2 separate regions of the Zea mays genome follow, and region 2 is linked to region 1. The links are chromatin contacts, called in public Hi-C maps. All regions are on one chromosome and are shown on one strand. Each heading gives the region's core, a stretch centred on a gene start, on an enhancer-like site or on the middle of the called end of the contact. The rest is flanking DNA. Distances are from core to core; before and after follow the strand shown.

Region 1 (7,946 bases), core at 2,419-4,918:
GCCCCTAAAGGCTATACTTGTCAAATGCACTAGGGCATGAGCGATCATGGTGATTTTACTCAATTAGTCCTTTTATGAGTTTTGGTGAAATAAATGATAACATAATTAAACTCTAACCAATTTGCTAAGTGTTACGCAAAAATTGAGTATATTGCAAACATTTGAATATTATATAATGAGAAGTGTACAAAGGTTCAATAAAAGATCAAACTCGATGATATTCCATATTGTTTGGATGAAGGCCAATATTTGTGTATTATTGTATTAGAAGAAGTATTGCCAGGGAGCGACAGTACCGCTCCAGGAGAGGTAGTGGCGCCCAAGCCAAGAAGCCAATAATGAGTAACTTGTTGTTGTGATTAGGTTTCGAGGATAAAAAACTGAACAAACCGAACCTAACCAAACCAAAATTGAGGTTTTTTAATTATGTGAACTAAATGTGTACTGTAATGGACTTGTTATTCACTTATCTGTATGTGATGTATGATGAACATCTAAATCTTTGTAGTTATATTTTTACTTTTCAGATTATTTGTAATCTATCATGTAAACTTGTTGTATGAGATACCATATAATCTTCTTGATTATAAGTTTGGTGTTTAATTTTTACTGAAAACTGAAGTAAAAACTATCAGTTATATATTTTTCTAGTAAAGAATCAGTTCCTGTTGTATGTAAACCTGATCAAACCAAACCGGGTTAAAAATGAACACCCAATCCTAGAGACGCAAGGGATCCGAGAAATTTATACCGCTAGATGTCCTCAGATGCGAAGAGCCTAGAAATTTATCTATGAGGTGCTCTAAGGCTTATGAAGCCTTGTGGACAATATTGCCCATATTGGTAATGGATCCGAGGGTACATGGAACCCTTTGAGGCCTTGTTCGGTTACATCGGATTGCACCCGGAATCGTTCCGGTTAATCAAAGTTTATATAAATTAGAGAAGCAATCCGGCTCGGAATCGTTCCGACCCACCAATCCGACACAAACGAACAAGGCCTGACCAGGATCCTAGAGCGTGCTGTGAGTGAGCAGGGGCAGATTTAGAGGTTTGTAGAGGTCAGCTAAAATTTATAAATCATTTTAGCAAAATACTATTAAAGTTTTAAAAAAATTATATCATATATAAAAGCTGATGTTGCTGACGTCAACCATATTCTTGGCTAGATTAGCCACTGAACCGGAGGTATGCCTTCCTCCAGGTGGCTGATAGATAGGTACTTAAAAGAAGAAGCATATATTTAAAGTATCCGTTAGTTCAATTAAAAGAAGTGCAAAAACCGACATCATGATCACGAATCCGGTAACGAAGGAACTGTCACTTAAGACATCCATTTTTTTCATGTAAAAAGAATGAGTATTATAGATAAAATCTTATTAGCATGACTGTATTTTCAAAAGATGGAGACGTGTGGCCACTGTTTGTCTTTGGCTCAGCTCGTCGTCGTCGTCGTCCTCCGCCCTGCTACAGGCTCGTGCAGCTGCCAGCTATATATGCCTATGCCTGGCCCAGCAGGATCTAGTTTTAGATGAAAAGACAGCAAAAACAATTAGCTGTTTTTTCAACCGCTTTCATTTCTAATTGCAACTAAAATCTAGCTTCCTCTTTGTGTTCAATCGATGTACAAGTGTATTCATTTTGTTAAGAAACCAAATTTACTTTATTTATCTATACTGATCTAGAGTTTTTTTTATTATTATATATCTATTTACGTTCCCGCTAGCGAGGACAGACTAGCTAAACTGTTGTTGAAGTCAGAGAAGGCCTGCGCGGAGAATCCAGCAGCGACGACACCCACAGGTTTGGCGATTACTACCACTGTTTGCCTTGCCTTGTCAGCACATGGACGCCACGTGAGGTCGACAGGTCACCACACGCATGCCGGAAGTGGGAAGGGAACGTGTATTAGCTTAACTCGAGAGCAAGAAAGCCGCCTAGTCAATAAACCGTAAAAATGAGTAGAAAAGTTTCTTTTCCCTTCAAAATTTAAAGTCTTGTTTGAAAGCAATCTAGTCTTTAAGAATTCAGTTTTTATCTCTAACTTTTAGAACCTGGTTTATGGTGTTTGGTTTTTCAGCTAGAAGATGCTAGCTTCTTGTTTTTTAAGAAACTTAAAATGCATTTTTTATAAGTAGAGTTAGTAAAATCTAGAGCCTGGCCCTTAGATTCGATGGAGTAGATGACGAAGGTGACAGAGAGCTGAATATGTTTGACTGCAAAAAATAATATAAAAAAATCTGATGTCGTGGTCGTGGTATCTAGAACTGACGGAATTAAGGTGGATGCATGAAAACAAGGCCGACAGTGGGAAACGGAGTGTCAGCACTCACACCGTGCAAACGGGAGAATCCACAAAACAACACTGGTTTGAAACGACATTCAGAAAATAGCATCCGTTTTCAAGTAATTCTTAGAACAGCACCTGTTTCACTAAATTAATTTAGAAAGCAGCACTTCATCTATATTTTGCATTCTTTCATTGCTTATACCACATACAAGTGGACCAAAGTACACCTATTCATTTCATAACCCTCTTTTTATCTCTTCTGTCCATAAGAAAAACATAAATAGATAAAATATATTAGCTCCATTTTTTATAGTGTTAAACATACAAACAGACACACATTGTTTATGAAGGAAGAAGTCTAGATTTAACTATTGAACATGAACTTCAAACCTAGGTATCTTCGTTATCGAACTGTTGAAATTAGACATACTTGGTTCACTGAAAGGTCTTCGATTGTATATCCTCTGTTCTTTTTTATTTGAAGTGGTTGTTTTTTTTTCAAAAAACTTCAATCACCCGTCATGTTCAAAAAAATTGTATGTTCTTTAAAAACTACTCTCTCCACCGCAAAATATATCTTTGAAGTTCAATGGTTAAATCTAGACTTCTTCCTTTATAGAACATCTATGTTTATTTTTATGTTCAACATTATGCTTACCAATATAAAAATAGAGCTCACATACTTGCATGCATTTATGTTGTTCCTATTGAAAGAATAGATAATAAAACAAGGCTATGAAATGATAGGGGCAATATGGTCCATTTGCTTGTGAGGTGAGAAATAAAAGAATGAAAAATATAGATTAATGCTGTTTTCTGAATTCATTTGATGAAACTGGTGTTGTTCTTTGAATTGTTTAAAAAAGAGTGCTATTTCAACACTGTCTCAAACTAGTGTTCTTTCATGGATTCCCCCCGTGGAAACGGGCTTGACGAGCCGACGGCTAGCGGAGTCCGGACTCCGGAGCGGAGAGCGGACGGAACCGCTCCTGGAAAGTAAACGGTATGGGCATGTCAAGCGCGGGCGCGCGGTGGGGCCCACGTGTCGGTGGCAGCGTAGCGGATAACGATTGTGATGTACGAAACCGGAAACTGTGTGCTAATCTACTCCTCGTCGCCCTGCCTCGGGCTCGCGCCGTCGGTTTTGGTTATGCCGCGCTTTCCGCTTCCCGCGAACCGGGCCGCCACCGCCAGCCACGCCGACAGTGACCAGCAGGGGGGGCAATCCTCTCCCTCCCGCCCGCCCGCTTTCCTGTTGGCTCGCGATGGGTGGCGGCAGGGAACACAGCCCACGGTTTTTGCTGGCTCCCCGTCACCCCCTCCTCCGCTCCGCCTCCTGTTTATAGTCGCCTGCTGTCGCGGCCCCTTTTTCCTTCCACCACCCACCGGCCACCACCCTCCGCGCTTGCCTAGTTGCCTTGACTGCCTGCCTCGTCTTACCACCAAGCTAAGCTAGCGCGTTCCTTCCTTTTTTCCTCCCTCGCTTCCTGTTGCTCGGTCCATGGAGGTGGCGGCGGCCGCGACGGCGGGCGCGGGGGTTGTGGAGCTGCAGCTCGACCTACTCGAGGCGGCGGCGCCGACGGAGCGAGAGGCCAAGAGGCGCCGGGTGCACCCGGTTCCAGCGGGCCCACCGGCCGGGGCAGCAGCGCCGGGACGCCGCAGCTGCAGCCGCAGGCGCCGCGCCGTGCAGCGTCTCTTCCAGGCCTGCCGCCACGTCTTCCGGGGCCCCGGCACCGTGCCCAGTCCCGGCGAGGTCCAGCTGCTCCGCCACATGCTCGGTGAGCCATGCACGACCCGACTCAAAAAAAACTAGAACATTTCGTAATTTTCAGCGATCGATCTGGAACGAACTGGTTGTCATGGACCGGCATGGCCTCCGCGTACTCTGTTCAATTTCACTAGCACTAGCACTTAGCTGCTCTGCTTATACTGAATCTGAATTCCTGTACAGAATAGTATGCATCCATCAATCATGCACCTGTTTCGTGCATGCGTTTACTGAAAAACCTCAACTCCTTCTCCTACCAAAATGCAGACAGGATGCGGCCGGAGGACGTGGGCCTGAGCCCGGACCTGAGCTTCTTCAGGGCTCGAGACGCCACACGTGGCGGTGGCACCCCGACCATAACGCACACGACGATATACAAATGCCCGAATTTCTCGGTAGGCAGAATTATTTCGATAGTGTGTGTGTACTACAGCAATGCTGAAAAAGCTCGTGTTTTCTAACCTTCCCCTTGTCTATGGCAGATGGTCATCCTCTTCCTGCCGCGAAACGCGGTGATCCCGCTCCACAACCACCCTGGGATGACGGTGTTCAGCAAGCTGCTCCTGGGGTCGATGCACGTCAAGTCGTACGACTGGCTCAACACTGCTGACCCCGATCCTTCTTCCGCCACGAGCACCACCAGCTCTTCGTCCTCCGATGGCCCATGCCGTAAGCTTCTGCCACTCACTGTCGCCGCTCGCCGGCTTGATCGTCTGTTTCTGTTGTTAACCCCTCTGCACTGCAGCACTGATGTCTATGATCTTGTTCTGTTCCTGCGCAGTGAGGCTGGCAGAACTGGTGGTGGACGACGTCTTCACGGCGCCGTGCGACACCTCCGTGCTGTACCCGACGGCGGGAGGGAACATGCACCGGTTCACCGCCATGGCGCCCTGCGCGATCCTCGACGTCCTCGGGCCCCCCTACTCCATAGAGGAGGACAGGGACTGCACGTACTACGCGGAATTACCGTACGCACACCACTCGCGTAAGTGGCCGCATCTTTCACCTCATGAGTTCTTGCCGTTGCACTAGAGTAGTGACTCACGTATGGGAGACCGGTTCGTGTCTTTGCTCTGCAGTGGTGGCTGCGGGCGAGGACGTGGAGCGGGGCCAGGGCCAAGGCCATCTGGCGTGGCTTGAGGAGATCGACATGCCGAGAGAGCTCAAGATGTGCAGCGTCCACTATGGTGGACCGCCGATCTCCGACGAGTGACGTCGCCGGCCGTCTCCCTCACTGGTTGTACTATGTCTAACTGATCGCGGCAGAGCCGTGCCGCCGCCGTTGTGTATAGCAGGCAGCAGCAAGCCATAGGCTGTAGTTACACGAAGTCCCGATCGATTACAATGTTTCTTGCTGGCCTGCATCGTTGTTCTCTAGATGCCCTTTCTTTCTTGTTATTTTTGTTTCTACTACTACTACAAGTAGACGATGTTTTGTCCTGATGATGAATGATACAGATAAGTCATATATATCCACATATTTCATTTTTGTCGTTTGGGCTATTCTGGTCATAGTTTGTGCGTGTTGCGCCATTTTGTCCAAATATTTTCATATTATATCTAATGTAGGTAATTCTTATGGATTTCGTAGCAACGTGGGCACGCACTTATTGTGGTGACTATACTCATCAGCAAATATAGCAAGTCTAATTTATCAAAAACAAGGTACAAAGCCTAAACACCAATTAATATATTCATACAACATTTGATGTATATATTTTATATATGTATCTAGGTTTATCTTCATAAAAATCAAGAGCTAAAACGACTAATATTTTTGATACGGAGGGAGTACTTGATATGTATAGCCTACTCATCCAATATCATCCAATAATATGAGAGTTGAATATGCCACTGTTACAAATTGTGTGCGTTTGGTTCATGATAAATGAGGGCTACTTCATCAAAACTGGATGACATATACCTATGCTTGATCAACGCTAAAGGTGATTATATATACTGTTACCAATATGCCTATATGCCCATCCAAAATGCTACTATGCATTACTGGGTGTGCTTCTCTTATAAAGAAATTTTGATGCAGGAGATATAGACTTTGAAATATTGAAGGAAACCAAAACACCTGCCAATCCACCTATCTTGTCATGGTAGAGCTGTGGGAGATGGATATCCTCGGATCCACACAAGGGCGAAAACTTCGCTCGGGGCCACGTGACAGTTGCCCCTCTCAAGCGTCCCATCATGGGCCAGACGAACAAAGACAATGAAAGCAGGCCAATCTAGAGGCGAAAGAGGCCCACGTCCAAGCTAGTCGCGGCATAGACGTGGATATGTCGGGTCTGTTTGTTCCCGTGCCCGACATCCTAACTAAAACGACGGGGATATCTCGGCATGAAAACGCCGGATTTTCCTCGAGATAGTAAAAGATGTTTGCTACTAATTAGAAGATAAGTAGGAAGACTGCGATCGATACTTGTGCGGGAAGACGCCCATGGTTGTGTATATAAGGCCAAGGGGGACCCCATCTATTTTTATCTCATTAGCATCCCCTCAGTCCAGTAATCACCGACTGTAATCTCATCCATATACAAAGTCATCCTAGGAAGGAGGGTATTACGCTCTTCAAAGTGGCCCGAACCTGCTGAAATCCGCTTCTCTCTCTCTTGCCAGAGCGTGAACCATCGAGTTACGATCTGCGACACCGACCTACCCAAAAGCACCACGAGGGTAACCCCGGGTGTGCGGTTTGACACAAAACACCGACAAGAGCGGCGACATCCATTCTAAAGGATCACATCTACATATATCCCCAATTACCTTAACACTTAATGACACATAAAACATGGAACATAGTCTATCTTAACTCCAATACCACGGAGGCTACAACGGTGGGATTCGCTGTCAATGAATCTCAATTATATTGGCATAATTCACTATATATTTCATGATTAGATCGTCAGTTTGGTTGTAACGGTCCGTAAACACATCATGTCTATGCTAACTATAACTTCTCGATTTTGCTAAACTGTCGAACCGTCGAAAATATATAGAGATAAATAGACACCTATGCACTGATTATGTTGCTATGGTTGATCTGACGGTTTTAGGAAACTGTAGCACTCTAGATATAGCATTTCTCCTCCGATAAATGAATCAAATTGACATTTATATAGTTTTCCATACATACCAACAACTGCCACAATATTCATCTAAAGTCCAAATGCAACAATATACTGCTCACCCTCATGGAGCCTGAATTGAGCTACCGACCACTCGGAGTAGAAATATTTAAGCAACTAAAGAGTGGGCTTATATATAAAACTTTAGGATCAGGCATAGGTTTATCATTTGCAGTTAATCCCAAATTTATATTTAAACTATTACAATGCTCGTGTGTTGCGCGGCACACAATCGCGGAAACGGGGCTTTCGGGCGTAGCATGACACATAATCGCAGAAACATGACTTTCAGGTGTAACTGCCGCTATTCTTATTCATTCGGCAGGTGCAACCGCTGTTCCTAAATCACACAGTCATGCCAAAAACATAGCTTGCTATTCTTATTGAGTCGGTTTTAGTGATTAATGACAACGTAATATTATATGTGACTAACGTGTGTTTTGCAGAGCAAATGGTAAGTTAGGTCGCATTACAAGAAGTTGTACTACAACAGTAAAAACAATCCCTGAGATGAGAACTTGAAGCGACGACTGAAACAACGAATCAAAAGATGAAGGTCTTCGTATTCCGAGCGTCGAAGGAGTTGCAGACACTCGGTATAGAGTTAGGTCTTCTATTTTATTTTAGTCGTACTATAAAGAGGGGTTGTGGATGAGTAGTTTGACCAAGAGAATTCTAGTGTAGTGTTGGTGCATATTCACACTCACATCTAGTGCTTGGTGTCACTGAAGTCACCTAGAGGGGGGGG
Region 2 (7,946 bases), core at 2,504-5,003, 280 kb before region 1:
GAAAAATAATCCGCGGCGTGCACGGTTACTGGCTTCTTGTTCTGCTCGATTGCGCCCCCCACCCCTCCTCGGTAGCGTGCAAGATGAATGAAGATTGGTCCTGGTCTGGTTGGCGTATCAGTAGATTTCATTTTCATTGCGAGTGTGCCGTTTACTTTGAATTCTTGGGCGGGTTCGAGTGAGGTTTTGGGGTTTCGCCTTGCTTTCAGGGGCGGTGTTGTTCCGATGACGTCTGCCAAGTAGTAATTATTTTTACAGGATTATTTTTGGTGCTGTTTCTTTGAATGATAAACCGAAATCTTTGTTTTTTAAAAGGATTAACATCATATTGCTTTTTAGGTGCTGTTTGGTTCATGAACGGTAACATATATGGCAGTAATGATTCATATTCTAGTATAGCGATAATAAGTTTGAATAAACCAGCATCCATTTCCAATGTAGTATTTGATTACGGCTGAACTTAAACAATCTCAGCACCTTGTTTCATTATTACTCTGGCTCTGAGCCTCTGAATTAGCATCATATGCTTATTTCATTATTTTTTTTATTTCGTTATTACTTTGGTCACGCTCTTTCTTTCTTAGTTATTACTGGCGTTATGTGTTATTGTTGTTATATAATAAGCATACTTTGTTTATGTATTGTTAGTGAGGCAGCAAATCTGAACAAGTTTTATGTTCCCATTTTGGTATGCTTTAACTGAAGAAACCATACGACTCAGATTCTTCTGATCAATTTATTCCCTCCTCAAAGCTACATGCAGCGTTTACTTTCGTTAACAGCTTGTACTTTGCATCTCCAGTGAATCGAGTGTATGCAATGGCTACAAGTCTTGCAATGGACGAGTACGCAGAACCGGATGTTTCTACGACGGACCCCGTCGACAAGAAGCCGCCTGCCTTCAGAGGGCTGAAGCAGTACGTGAGAGACCTAGACGCGAACACACTCCCTCCGTTCCTCGCCCGTCTGTGCGCTCCCGACAGGCCATCCTCCTCATACTCCGAGGAGGAGATCCTGTGCATCTTCGAGACCGCAGCAGAAGCTCACGGGCGCAGCATCGTACCGCACATCGGGCAGATCGTCTCGGCCGTCGTCAGGATCATGGCGTCAGGTTCAAGCACCCCCTCGCATTGCGCCGGTTGCTCCAAGGTGGTCTGCACGTTGTCTCGCTACTGCATCGACCCTCTGGGCAGGGAAGAAGAGAAGTCCGAGACCATGAGCTCCCTCTGCCGCCCCCTGTCAGACTGCCTGATGCACGCCAACAAGAGCGTCTCTTCCGGTTCAGCTCTCTGCATCGCTGCCCTCGTCCAGTCCAACAACTGGCAGTTTGCGTCTAACGAGTTGGTTAACGATGTCTGCCTGAAAGTGTCGGGCGCTCTGGAGGAGGAGCCTCGCTGCCAGACTGCTGCTGTGCATGTTAGATTGGTGCTTGCTCTGGTAAAGCACAGTCCTCTGACGCTGGAGCCTTACGGACGGACGCTGATAAAGTCGGGCTTGCAGGTACTGGATCGTAGCAGCACTGAGGCGAGCAGTTCTCAGATGATCATGTCGTCGATTCAGATGATCCATTCGATCATGAGAAGCGTGAACGTGAGGACCATATCTTCTGAGATCAGTAGCATCATCCATGCTCTGGAGCACTGCCAGGAGGACGGCTTCGCTCCAGATATCTGCGCCGCAGCTTCTCAGGCAGCCGAGACTGCTAAGCTACTACTAATGAGGCAGGAGGAACGTGGGGCACACAGAAACGTTAGCCCTCTGGGAAACTGCAGCGGTGGGAACAGCAGGAAGGGGTCGAATTCCCCTGTTGATCGTGCGGGTATCAGAGACAGTGGGTCTAGCGGATCTCCTCGTGAGACGCGATCTGTCCGTGGGTTTGACGGCTTCAACTCTCCGCTGCAAGGTGGACAACAGTGCACTGGTGTTCTTGGAGCTACGCGCGCGAGGCGCCGGCTTTGGAGCTGCGGATCTGAGTTTTCGCAAGGGATGTCCGACGATGAGCGTTTCTTCCGTACCTGGGCACCGTCTGATTCTTCTGATCTCGTCAAGTCGAGCAGGAGGCGCTCTGATGTGCTGGCAAGAATCGGTGATCCGTGTCCTGCCTGTTTAACGCCCCAGGCAGCTAATCAGGTATACATGGCATATTTGTTTTCTGTTTACATTGTTCCTTGAATGGTTACCAGAAACAATCTTGTGTGAGTGTTGAATATATGGCGATCAAGAAGTTCCACGGTGTTACACCACCATCTGTAGATTAGAGTGAATGCTTGACAGTTTATTTATTTATTTATTTATTTTGTTTGTTTCCTGTGAACCCTCCAGGTGTGCAGCAGACGGCAAGCGTTGTCGACTCCAAGGAAGCAGCTGCAGTCTCTGGCCTACTGCAGCGATTCCGAAAGAGACGGACACCGCCGCCTGCCTCCAAGATCAGCTCTAACGTTGTTTACGCAGCGCCCGGACCATCCTTCGTTTCAAAAGAACTCTGGATGCGAGGGAAGGAAAGGCTGTTGCAGCTCGACGCAGCAGAGGAGGAACCTCCAGTGGAGCACACGGACCGGGGACTCGCTGGCCGAAGACCTGAAGTTCGCCACAAGCAGCAGCAGCAGCAGCAGCCGGCGTTGTTGTTCTGACAGCGCACGAGCTCCTCCTCCGCCGCCGTGCGAAGAACGCCGATGCGACGACGCTGCTGAACATCGTCCGAAGGTGACTGGGATCGCCAAGAGAAGAGAGACGAACCGTCGTCGGAGCACGGCTCGGTTTTTTATCTGCGCTATGGTGGTGGTGTTCGCGGCGGCGCTGTTGCTGGCTTGCTGGGAGCAGGACCACCACCCCAGTAACGAGCTGTACTTCGTAGTACCTACTTAGGCCTGGTTCGTTTCTGCTGGATTGGTGGGTCCGAACGATTTCTAACTGGATTACTTTTTTAATTTATATAAATTTTGATTAGTTGGAACGATTCTAGGTGCAATTCGACACAAATGAAAGGCCTTAGCGTATGCCTCCATGTGAGTGTAACCGTAAGATCTTACCTTTGTAAGAAAAAAGGAGGGTCATTTTCGAACTTGGTTTTACATATATGTTAAGTTATACTACATATTCTTAAATATTTGTCATCCATTAATTTATTTTTGAACTAATCGGCGATAAATAAAAAAGAACGGAAAAAGTGTATACATGAGAATGACAAGATGATGATGCTGTTGGAGAGCACCGAAACTGTGAAAGCTAGTGTGCATGATGATCACAGAGTCTTCAGTTCAGTTTTTTTTATGCTAATCTGTCCAGTTTGTACTTTTAATCTGGCTGGTAATAAGTAATCCCTCCGGTTTCCTATTAGTTGTCGTTTTAGATAAGGTTTGAGTCAAACTTATAAAATTTTGACTACAAATAACTATTTTGTTATTTAGTTTTGGAACCTAATATTTATATGCACCAATTTGTCATAAAAGTACTTTTATAAAAGTATAAATGTATTAAGAGTTCATTTGTATTTTAACAAAAAACATTGGTCAAAGTTATATTTTGGAGACCGTGTCGTTGTTCTAAACGATAACTAATAGGAAACCGGACGGAGTAGTAGTAATCAGCACGCAATTGGTGGTTGAGATAGTCTAAAAAATAATAATGTCTGACCGCAGAACCGACGGCGCCCGACCACCCACGCGAACGCGATGACGCAAACCTACCTCGGTTGGCCGGACGCCCCACCTGTCATTCACGGGAAAAGAGGACTTGGCCTCGCCTTCCCTTGCGTGTTTACCGACGCCACCGGCCGCCTGTATATCCTCACCCAACTCCGTCCCTCTCTCCCGGCCCAGATAGATCTTTCCCCCGTCCTCCCTCGCCTTCGCCTTCGCCGGCAGGAGATTTCCACCACCACCGCCGAACCGCCCCGACCCTCCTCCCCTCTCGCGCTATGGCCCAGGTAAATGCTCCCCTTCCGATCTCGTCGGGAACGATTGGTAGTAGATCTTTTTGGAGTAGGTAGGTACTCGACTCGCCGGTCCCCTTTCGTTCACGGGATGATGCCGGTTAATGGTTTCGCCGTGCGCGTAGATCCACTGTAAAGGGGTCCTTTGGGCCTGCCGCCTACCCTTGCGTTGCGTCGATCATCTCCCTCCATGGATGCTCTCGACAGTTTTGGGTCTCCGCTGCTTTATGCATCCGTCTCTCGAAGGATGACCTAAATCCTCTTAATTTTTTTTTTGTAATATATGCTCGTCGACAATCATACTTTTTAATTGATGCGGTGGATCCATCTCCCGTCTGGTATGCTACACGATTATATGGGATGCGGATGTGTTATCTCTGCTCCAGTGGCGGAGGACGCTAGAAAATTTAGGTGTTGCTAACGCGACTAAGACTAAAAATTTATGACACAGTTTAAAACAACTTGTAGCTATAAAATAAGTAATAGATGTTGAAAAATACCTTATTTAATAGTCATCTTGATTACAATCCATTTACAACCAAATGTCATATGGCGAATAAAATCTGGAAAAAAGAAAAAATAAGTTAGGAGCAAAAGAATCAGACCTTTAGCTATGAAAGCCCTTCTAACATCATCTCTAATATTAGGAGCAAAAGAATCCATTGGAATACAAAGTCCCGGATCAGAAATAATGTGATCCGGGTTGAACTGATTTATACCTTCGACTTGACCATTAACATTTTCACCATTGGCATCTTCACTATTATTCTCTTGGACTCCAACTTGTATTCTGGGTTCATTGCAAACTCCATCAGCGCGAGTGCTTAGTCTACTTCCACTAGAAGCTTGACTGAAATAGCTCTTTAAATCTGTCATTTTACGAAGCATATAGCATGTATTAGATAATTAGAAGACATTACAACAGCCAACAGGGAGTGTTCACATAATATAGAGAGATACTTTTTTGGGCCATATTCTTTGTCTTGTTTTTGTTTGTATCCAAGACTGCTATTTAGAAATTGGAAAATCTGCACATTGAAAAATCTACTAGATTAGACACGCATAATAAAATACTCACGCGGGTAATCAAATAAATACTCATGAGCTACCTTTGACCTTTCTATGCTCTGCTCACAAGTCTCACAAGTCACAATCAAACAACTAGAAGCATAGAAGCACGAAGCAAGCAGACAACTAGAAGCACTAAGCATTAAGCAATCAGCCAAGCAGACAACTAGACAAGCAGACGTGCGGCCAAGCAGGAAGCAGCGGCAGGCGGCAGCCGTGCGGCCATGCGGGTCGGCGCCTCGGCGGGACCAAGCGGCAAGCAGCCCGCAGCCGGCCGCCGGCGGGACAAGACAACCGGTCAACCGGACAAGCAGATCAGCGGAGCACCGGAGCTGGCGGCTGGAGCGTGACGAGTCCGAGGCTCCGAGCGGCTGGAGGCCTGGAGGCTGGAGCACCGGCAGGAGCGGCCTGCGGCCGAGCAGGCAGCTGTGCGGGACGCTGGCAGTGCGGCTGTGCGGAACGCCGTGACGAACCCTAATCTCTATTCTATTAGTGGGCCGGCCCAAGGTATTGCCCAGGCAATACTGGGCCATACTGGGCCCTCCGCCCCTGCTCTGCTCCAAATTATGAAATTATTATAGATCATTTTTTATTCTCTTTTTTATATACTCCTACATACTACACACTACCTCCCTCCGTTCTCAAATATTTATCGCCCGCTAGTTCAATTTTGATCTAAACAGCGACAAATAAAAAAGAAGGGAGAGAATAGTTATTTTTTTTTCTTTACCGGGCACCAACCAAGACACAGCGAACGTCTAGCTGCGTAGCACAAGCCATGCTGAAAAGCCAAGACGACTTATAAGGCCATGTTTGTTTCTTTCCAAGATTATATAATCCATCTTATGAATTACATAAACACCTAATGACCTGCACCTGCTTATGGATTATCATAATCTAGGTATCTAGATAATATAATCCACCTAATAATCTGTGTTGTCTGTTTGGCTCTTTAACTTATTTAAGCCGGATTATATAATCTGGAGGATAAACAAACAAGACCTAAATCTGGGATGGAGTGAGTAACTAGTTTCGTATTTCAGCACGTAAATACGAAGGGCCGGCAAAGGTATTAAATTCGGAAGCGTGTGCATTCGGTCGTACTGGTAAAAGCTCTAACCATACAAATTGCTGGAGCTATCAAGTGTATGGAGTTCCAGGGGAAGCACATCGATGCTTTAATTATTTTCTCGTTCATTCGGCGATGAAAAGTAAAATTAGACTGACTGTCAACTGATTCCTACAACTGTTCTTTTTTCTCTCCCCTGGATGCATGCAGACTGTTGTGCTCAAGGTTGGCATGTCCTGTGAGGGCTGTGTTGGAGCTGTCAAGCGGGTCCTCGGCAAGATGGAAGGTTGGTTTCTTGCTCGTGCTTAATAGTACGTGTATCACCTGCTATTAGCAAGCTGTGATTGGAATTGGCTGTGTTGCGCTAGGAGTTTAATTGAATATCAACAAACCATGGCTATGCTTTGCAGCTGGCGCTGCACTCTAAACTTACTATATTTTGATCATCTGAAATGTATTTCAGTCATGTTGCTACAGCATCCGGGTATGTTATTGGTGTCTAACTTGTAATGCAATTGCCAATTGCATGTATACTAGTCTTAAATCACCAACTTAAGTGGATGTAGGTATTAGATGTACTGTGTGTGTACTGTAGGGTTTCTCTTCTATCAGTAGGTTACTAGATTGAGCCTTTTGGCTCTGTGAAGCTATGTTGGAGCTGTTAAGTGGGTTCTGGGCAGGGAAGGTAGGTTGGCTTGTAACTCTTGCTTAATACTTGTATTTTCCTTCTAGCATCTATTAGCATTTGCATCTGCAGTTGGATAACCTTGTGGTCAGCTTTAATTGGTTGTTAACAAATCATGGCCATGCTTCGATACTGCTTCTGGGCGAGAATCTAGCACAATGATATGACCTACACTCTTACAGAATTTTAGCAGCAGTATGCTTGCTTTTCCAAGTTTTCTTCAAGTGGAGCTAGTTACCAAGATTTGTGCTGATTAAGTGAATTTTCTCCAGTGCTGTTTCATTTCTATCAAGAATCTTGTTTCAAATAATGGAACAGCTACTTTGTAGGCATTGTCTACTATCTGCAGATGTTCGAGTAGCAGCTTTAATGATTTTCCACAATTGAAACAAGTATTACCCACGATATTTGCGGTACTTGAAATATTCCAACAGATAAAGAAGAAATCAAATGATCATGAAATGCAATAGAAAGTTTTTTTAATCAATTTGTATGGACCCTGTTTTACAGAATGCTTTGTGGCGAAATTCACTCTGCAAGTTCTGAGTACTGAATTTTTACTGCTGGCTAGCCCTCTAAATTTGCTACTCCTTCCATTCCATTCCTAATTATAAGTTGTTTTTGGCTTTTCTAGGTACAATAACTTTTACTTCGTATCTAGACATATTGTATATCTAGGTGCATAACAAAAGCTATGTACCAAGAAAAGCCAAAATGACTTACAAATGGAGTAATTTTCTTTCTGTGACATGCATTTGATCATGTTACAACAACATTCGGATGTGTTGTTGGTCAGCTTTAGGTGGAAGTAGATACTAGATTAAGTTTTTTTCTTTCTGCACTTTGCTTTGAACTGCTTGGATACTAGTCTTAAATTATCAACTTCAGTGGAACTGGAAGTAGATTACTAGATTCAGTTTGGGCCTTTTTTTTTCAATTTGCTTTGAACTGCTTGGACACTAGTCTGAAATCATCAACAGAAGTGGAGAAATATTAGTTTGACCCTTTTGATTTTTGCAATCTGCTTTGTTTTCCCAGTGGTAGTTGCAAAACTATACATATACTTATATCTGTTCCTAAGCAATTTAGTTGGTTGAAAATGCGCTGTACTTCACAGTATCTGAGTCTAAACGCACGCATCGTTCTTGTGGTTACTTCAGGCGTCGAGTCCTACGACGTAGACATCATGGAAC

What was found. Hi-C and Micro-C count contacts between places; a contact is called where the count stands out from the background.
Region 2: a Hi-C map of endosperm shows a contact between it and region 1, with 2.4 times the contacts expected there. The contact joins the promoter of LOC100282864 here to the promoter of LOC103640631 in region 1. A contact is called at or near these places in 4 of 25 Hi-C or Micro-C datasets (bundle sheath, ear, endosperm and 1 more).

Annotation. Positions count from the first base shown.
Region 1 is chr1:180,823,443-180,831,388 of Zm-B73-REFERENCE-NAM-5.0, reverse strand. LOC103640631 (2-aminoethanethiol dioxygenase-like) reads left to right here and starts at 3,668. Exons shown (of 5, transcript NM_001329842.1): 1 at 3,668-4,068; 2 at 4,326-4,453; 3 at 4,541-4,727; 4 at 4,840-5,043; 5 at 5,138-5,561. The coding sequence starts at 3,792. The coding sequence ends at 5,271.
Region 2 is chr1:181,102,605-181,110,550 of Zm-B73-REFERENCE-NAM-5.0, reverse strand. It overlaps LOC100282864 (copper chaperone), which reads left to right and starts at 3,753. Exons shown (of 3, transcript NM_001155770.1): 1 at 3,753-3,925; 2 at 6,279-6,354; 3 at 7,914-7,946. The coding sequence starts at 3,917. It overlaps LOC100383715, which reads left to right. Exons shown (of 3, transcript NM_001176352.2): 2 at 803-2,130; 3 at 2,323-3,059. The coding sequence starts at 820. The coding sequence ends at 2,865.